Regions from separate parts of the Cricetulus griseus genome. Here region 2 is linked to region 1. A link is a contact called in public Micro-C data. All regions are on one chromosome and are shown on one strand. The core of a region is the stretch at or near the end of the contact, and the rest is flanking DNA. Distances in the headings are between cores, read along the strand shown. Region 1 holds the start of Smim27 (small integral membrane protein 27). Region 2 holds the start of Aco1 (cytoplasmic aconitate hydratase).

What was found. Hi-C and Micro-C count contacts between places; a contact is called where the count stands out from the background.
Region 2: a contact with region 1 is called in a Micro-C map of the CHO-K1 cell line, with 3 times the contacts expected there. The contact joins the promoter of Aco1 here to the promoter of Smim27 in region 1. A contact is called at or near these places in 3 of 8 Hi-C or Micro-C datasets (the CHL-YN cell line, the CHO-K1 cell line and liver).

Annotation. Positions count from the first base shown.
Region 1 is chr2:102,287,447-102,291,309 of CriGri-PICRH-1.0, reverse strand. Smim27 (small integral membrane protein 27) reads left to right here and starts at 2,600. Exons shown (of 3, transcript XM_035439927.1): 1 at 2,600-3,093; 2 at 3,472-3,663. The coding sequence starts at 3,619. It overlaps Topors (E3 ubiquitin-protein ligase Topors), which reads right to left and starts at 3,775. Exons shown (of 3, transcript XM_027403374.2): 1 at 3,618-3,775; 2 at 2,238-2,435. The coding sequence starts at 3,620.
Region 2 is chr2:102,423,664-102,427,184 of CriGri-PICRH-1.0, reverse strand. It overlaps Aco1 (cytoplasmic aconitate hydratase), which reads left to right and starts at 2,128. Exons shown (of 21, transcript XM_027403382.2): 1 at 2,128-2,285. It overlaps LOC103160299 (a long non-coding RNA gene), which reads right to left and starts at 1,783. Exons shown (of 5, transcript XR_003482911.2): 1 at 1,470-1,783.

The DNA of each region.
Region 1 (3,863 bases), core at 1,351-3,850:
AATATGGAACCATTTATATTTTGTATTTTGGGTTTTAGAAGAAGCCTCATTAATGCTCATCTACCCTAGAAACCTAGGATTTAGGACTACCAATTAGTTCCTCCAGAACAAATTAGCCAGTTCTGCTCCTACTTCCTGAACAGTCAAAACCAAAACAAAGTCTATTACTTTAGGATGCACTGAACCTTTCCTAAATCTTCAAATCCACAGATTCTAACAAAGATACAAACCCTTCTATACCATAATTCAGGAGAAATTTCAGATAACAGAGTCAAACATACCCAGGGAAAATAGGGAGAGATAAAGCTAGACTGGAAGTTTGGAAAACTTAGTGCATTTCAGGGTTTTCTCCCCCCCCCCCCACAAGACTTTCTATGACAGTTATCTTCTACAGTATTCCTTAAATTATCACTGGACAGAGAATTTAACCATCTGGTTGTACTTTAGCGATGCTAACTCTAATGCAGCATCAGTCAATACCAAGAATCGACAGTTTTTAGGATGGTGGGAATAGGGAAGAAACAGGTCTCATTATGTAGGCCTGGCTGGCCTGCAACTCAGATCTGCCTGCCTCCTGAGTGCTGGGATTAAAGGCATGTGACACCACACCATGTTAGAATCACCATTTCTTAGCTTGATTCCTCCAGAGACCAAGCCGGGACAAACATTCTCAATTCTAAAATGGAATACCAGCAGTCATTTAAATTTTTTTTGGGGGGTGGGGGTGGGGGAATGAGTTTCAAGGCAGGATTTCTCTGTTGCTTTGGAGGTTGTCCTGGAACTAGCTCTTGTAGACAGAGATCCGCCTGCCTCTGCCTCCCGAGTGCTGGGGTTTAAGGTGTGTGCCACCACCGCCTGGCAACCAGCACTCATTTGAAAGAGGACAAAAAAAGTTATGTGAAGGGATATAATTCATGTGCTTGATGAACAGTAAGAACTCAACATAGCAGCATAAGTTATGGAAAAGTTTGATTTTGATAGTGACCATCATCAATAACTGATAGGTTTCCAAAAATAGTCAATAGTAATAAATAACAATTATATACCTAATGTATCTAAGCAAAGTGGTTAATAACATTCACAAGTAGATGTAGACAAACAAGAACAATGGCTGTTAAAAGCCATCTGGGTTCTATTTGTAAGTCTGAGTAATCAATTCTAAAAGTTATAGGACATAAGTGACCAAACTTAATTCTTATTTTGAGGGGTGGTTTCAAGACAGGGTTTCTCTGTGTACCCCTTGTTGTCCTGGAACTTACTCTAAGCTACACTGGCCTCGAACTCAGGGACTAGCCTGCCTGTCTCCCAAGCGCTGGGATTGAAGGCTGGAGCTAGATTTCAAATATCAGTATAAAAATAATTTATCCGAACCAGGCACCCTGGAATACCCTGCATTCCCAGCACACTGGAAGAGGAAGGCAAGAGTAGTCAGAAAATCAAGGTCATCCTCTGCTACAAAAGAACTCCAGGACAGTCTTGGCTACAAGAGTCCCTGCCCCAAAATGGGGCATTAGGGGTTTGCTTGAGAACTATTCCCCGTGAAAGCCACTCACTCCAGATAAGATGATTGAGTGCGCCAACTGCGGCTTTTCCTTTTGCATTTCATGTACTAAAAATCCAAACCCTCAATTCCTCCCAAACAACAATCTCTACCTATTAGTAGCTTAAATCTTAAGCACCTGTTTCTCTGTTTCTTAATCTAGAAACTTACCCACCAAAAAACGCTTTCCAGTTTCAGTCTTAAATCCCTGTGCTTACTTCTTCACTGCCCCTCTCCAGTCTACAAATCAGAATTACCAGCCCAGAAGGAAAGCTGCACTAACTAGATGTGTGATGAAGTTGCAAGGCACACAAACCCTGCCCGCCCACATGTTTAATACTGCACAACTTCACTGTCTTAGTGGTTTCCTTGCCCTGAAAACGGCTGGCATGGATGGAAAGACAGACACACGACATACATTACATAACAAGGATCAACTGAAATGCTACTCCCATTTCACAGACTGGGTCCAGGGGCTGAGGACTCGCCAAGGTCACACTTCCTAGCAGGGGCCGCAGTTCTGCTGGGACACACTGCACTTTCCAGTATTCATTCAAGCTCGCGCTCCTCGGGCGGCGCTGTGTGACACTCCCCTCCTTCGCCCACCGCCACCGATCCACAGGTGCCCCCGTGTCGTAGCGACATCGCGACCCCGGCCTTCGGAGGCCCGTTCCCGGTCCCGCCAAACCGGACTCACCTCCGAGGACGCGGGGGCAGGCCCGGCCGGGCCGCTGGAGGCCAGCTCCCGTCGGTTCAGTAAGCTCGGCCGGTGGCGGCAGGATCCGCGAAGGCGTACCCGGCGGCTTCGGCGCCTCCCCTCTTCAGCAGGCGCCAGAGGGGGCGCTTCTCCCTCCTCGCGAGACAGCGGAGACCCCGGCGGCGGCGGCTGCGACCCCTGTGACGTAGAACGCTCATCACCAAAGGCAGTTTGGGGGCGGAGAGAAGGCGAGGCCCATCCTTCCACCCCCTCCGAGCCCGCCCAGCAAACGGCGGCCCCACCCCCCACGTTCCGGGCGCGTGCGCCGTGGAAGGAGCCCGCAGGGGGCGGAGCCTAGGGCAGACGCCAGACCCTGCCCAGCCCCCCACCACGGGGGGCGCGTGTTTGGGGGTGGGGGCGGAAAGGCACGAACTCATCGCTGCCAAATAACGCGGAAAAACCGAAACCCCACGAACTTCGACGAGTTCCTGTAATCCTCTCGAGTGTAACAAGAATCGGACCGAGTCCCACAGAGCCTTCGTCCCCATGTCTTCTTTAGCTGGGATGAACACCAGGCGTCGAGCACTTCCCCAGCCATCGCCTGTCTCCTAGCGGCCTGCTTCCCCTTCCCGCCCCTGCAATCCAGACTAAAACCGTGTCTGACATCCGCGCCCGAAGCCGCGCAGTCCGGGCTCCGCCAGCCAGGGCTCCTGGGCGGACGTCGCCAGCATCCTCAGGCCGAGCTGCCCGCCTGCCAAACTGCTCTCCTTGGGACTTGGTATTTCACATTTGCTGAGGTCCTAGACTCGATTAAACATCCCGTCGACACTTGCTGAGTGGCAGGTCCACCATGCGGGTAACACATTTTTAAAAATGCCACATATCTAAAAACATTCCCAGTAGTAAGCGACAGCATTCTTACTAGACGTTCTCGATGAATGGCCGAACTAACAGTTTACAACGATTCTCCAGTTACATAAGGGAGTGGATGATACTGTTCGTGCCAAGCATACACATATAATCGTTTATCCACATCTTGTGGAAACGGACGCGGGTATGGGACGGCAACTTTAATTCTAACAGCCTATTTTCAAATAAACTCACATGCACACGATGGCACACTATTCTGCGCTATAAGGCACTGCGACTGGAGGAAAAGGGGACTGAGGAATGTCCATCTAAGCGCAAAAAAAGCGCGATTTTAAAATTTTTTATTTCCTCCGCTGCCTGAAAGGCGGGCTAGGCCCGGATCACGTGACGCGCCCCAACTTCGGGCGGAAGCGCGCCGGGAACCGCGGAAAGATGGCTGCTGCAGCGGGGCGGACGGCTTCGGGGAGCGAGCTCTAGGTCCGCGCCACCCCACCCCTGCTGATCCCTTACCATGAGGCCCGTGAGTCGCCGCACCCTGGACTGGATTTACTCCGCGGTAGGTAGCGAGGACGATGGAACTCCCAGGCGCCGCACCCCTCTGCCCGCGAGGCAAAGGCCGACTGTTCGTCTACAGCTCGGAACTCCAAAACCCATTCCTATATTGAGCGTTTACGCCCCGCCCCCGACTCCGCCTCTTCCTGGAGGACACGCTTTTCCGCCCCTGACGTCATGGCTATCGGGCCCTGGCCTCAGGCC
Region 2 (3,521 bases), core at 879-3,378, 140 kb before region 1:
TTGTGATTGCTTTATAAGAGAAGTTTGTCATTTGTTAATGCAGCACTTGTGACTGGTAGAACTATGCATATGCAGGGCTGTAATTGGTGGAATTATAATCCATACACAAGCTTGTCGTGCCCCTTTTCTGGTTATGTAAGCAGACTGTTTCCCCTAATTGTCTTGTTAATTGTCTGCAGGACTGCCTCCTGAGATTTCGATATTGGCACAGTAATAGCACCTCAGAAATAATCTCTTTGCCTGCTTACGGTCTTCATCAAGCTAGGCAGGTTGTACAGAGGGAAGATAAGACTTGAAGACGTCCACATCTGATGGCAATGGCAGAAGCACCGGCACTGGCAGGGAGGAGGCAGCTGAAGTGTTCCAGAGTCACCATGAGCTAAGAGACTCAACAGCCAAAGCTCAGAGAATAACACAGAAAGAAGCTAAGAATTCCAGAGTCCTCCATGAGCTCTGAGCTATAACACTAGGGAAGAACTAAAGGGTTTCCAGGGCAGGAAGGAGGGGGCTCTGAAGAACAAAAAGTGGGTACTGCAGAGCTTGGTCTATTTGACATCAAGGGTCCTTACACTGAAATTCAAGAGTTGTAACTACTGGGCACTGGGCACTCTACATCCTGAGCAGCAAGCTCTGCCTTGTGTACCTGGATCAATAACAAGCCTCAGGCTTTGACAGCTTGGAACTGAAGCCCAGCCTGTGAGTCCCTGGAACAACACTAAAGGAGCAACCTAGAACAGCACACAGCCTCTGTCCCTAGCCAGGTGTTGGGCGTATTAGTTACTAGTCATTCGCCCTATATGTTGCTCATTCAAGCAGCACTACATTAACTCAATGTAGAAATCTACAGTGATTATCCAAGTAATTTGGGCAGGGAAACCTTACCACCTTCCACGTAGAGCTAATCACATCTTTGAATTCACATGGACTTGAGAGACTAACTGCATGTAACGTACATACGGAAGGCACACCCAGCTCCACTGCCCACACTAGACCAATGGACATGTATTTTAAAGGGTCGCAATAGGTTAAAAAAAAAGTTTTATACACAGAAATCTTGCCTTTCTGAGTAAGCCACAGAAATGTTGAGGTCCTGTTTATAGGGAATATTGCTGATGTCCACTTCTCATGCTTTGTCCAACTAAAAACAGGAAAACTGACTTTTTAAAAGGTCTGGGCATGGTGAATCACAACTGCAATCGCAGTACTTAAAAGGTGGGTGCAGGCAGTTCAAGGACAGACTGAGTTCCACCCAACAGTGAGCTCTAAGCCTGCCTGGGCCCCTTGGGATTCTTTCTCAAAACTATACCAAAACTCCTAAACAACTAAAACCCCACGAAGAACCCTAAACAAAACAAGAATTGGAGTGAGAACAAGAAGTGACGGACAAGGGGTAGGGGCGGAACTGGAGGCAGGGAGATGACTGACCATGTAGTGTACTGAGGCACTCAGAAAATGAAGCCTGTACTTACCGCCAAGCTTTTAAAAGAAAGGTGGGGAGAAGATATCTTTCTTATTATTCGGACTCCCTGCGCCAGTCAGACAGTTACACATCACACCCTGCACCAGTCAGCCTTCTCTCGTGCTCCCGACAAGGAAAAGACTGCAAGTCAGCTATCCACTTCCTGGGGCTGAGCCACTAGCAATGCTGGTCTCAGCCCCAGGTCCAGTGTCTCCCGCCTACGGGGTGGAGCCAGGATGATCTAGGGCCTAAGCTCCTAGGCCTTCAGCTTCAGGCCCTCAGGCCTGGGCAGCTCAGAGCGGGTTTGAGCAGGTCTCAGGCTCTGCCCCCGCCAGAGGGCCCAGATTCTCGGGATCTAAGAAGTAGGCGGGGCGAGCCCAGGCTCCGCTAAGCGGCCTCAACTCCCCCAGGGCCGGCCCTCGAGGCGGTGTAGATCTCAGGCCCCGCCCCTCGATCACCGCCTGTCTGCAGGTTCTAGAAAGAGGAGGTGTCCCAGGCTCTGCCCCTTGGCCGCAACTTCAAGTTCAGGTCCTTGGGGCGGAATAGGTCCTAGACTCCGCCCCTTAAGTTTCGAAGGGTGGGGGTCTAGGCTCCGCCCCTCGGCGATGGCCAGCCGCTCCTGAGGGAGGTGTTCAGGCTCCGCCCCTCTGGGCGTAGTGAGGCCCAAGCCCCGCCCCTCTACGGCCGCAGCTGGTTCCGGCCCGATCGCTCGCGGTCCCGCCTCGCTACAGGAGCGCCCGGAGGACCGCTTACCGGGAGCAGCGCGGAGTTGGCCAGGGTCCTTGGTAGCACCCGTCTGTGTGCTAGCGGAGCCCCACTGTGAGCGGTGAGTACCACGCGGTCCCGGGCGTCCGTGCAGGCCTTTTCACGTTGCAGACCGCGGCGACATGGGACGAGCCGGGGGAGGCCGCCGAGCTCGCTCCTGGGGTGACCTCCCCTCCCGCTCCTCAGCCTGCGTCTCTTTGGACTGGGAGTGGCTCCACTCGGCGCCCCGGGAGTTCTCGCCTTGGCTGTGAGAGCCGCGCCGGGGAGTATGCCAGGCCTGGCCTACGGGATAGAGAAGGCTGCGATTGTGGCCGGCAGATTAGGCGCCCGCCAACAGGGGACGAATGGAAGTGGGGTGAGGGCTAGAGATCTCCTCAATGGAATGGTCGGGTTCAGAGATCATGGTGATTGATTGAGAAACCCAAGGTGAACGGGGCTGTTCTAGTTGGCTAGGCCGGTACACTAGAACCACACATCTCCCTGCAACACTCATGACAGCCTCTAAGCAGAAGTTGCTGAACTTTTGGACTTAGGACCGTTTGTGTGCTTAAGGAACCTTTGTTATATGAGTTGTACCTATTGATATTTGCCGTGTATAAATAAAAATTATAGACACTTAATGTACTTAATAATTCAGAACAGGCCACTTATATTTAACATAACACTTTTTAAAATCCTATATTTTCCAAAACAAAGTTATTGAGAGTGGCATTGTTTTACATTTCTGCAAATCTCTGCTTAGAAGAAGACAGGTGGATTTTTTTTTTTTTTTCCGAGATAGGTTTTCTCGGTGTAACAGCCCTAGCTGACCTGGAACTCGTTCACTTTGTAGACCAGGCTGTGCTCGCACTCACAGAGATCCCCCTGCCTCTGCCTATGGAAGTGTTGAGATTAAAGGACTGCGCCGCCACCACCTGCTGGCAGCTGGATTCTTATATCTGCTTCTGCATTGCGGGATGACATGTCATGTAGCTTCTAGAGACTTTCAAGTACACTCCTGAAAATGTAGCATCTTCATATTGTTTGGAAGTGCTTTTGACCTTGCAGTTACCTAAGTGTTCTCTGTGCACCACACCTTAGAACCACTGGGGTAGTGTATGCTTCGGAGGCTTAGTTCACAGGATTCCCTACCTTGTTTATGAACCTTCCTCCCAGCACCATGTAGAGTGTTAAGTGTTAATCTCCGATATGTAGGACCATTTGACCTCACTTTGGAACTAGGTACTAGATCCCCACACTTGATGGTGACTTCTGCAAACTCAGGGGTGTTCACGTGCGCCTTGATTGTTTCTATGCC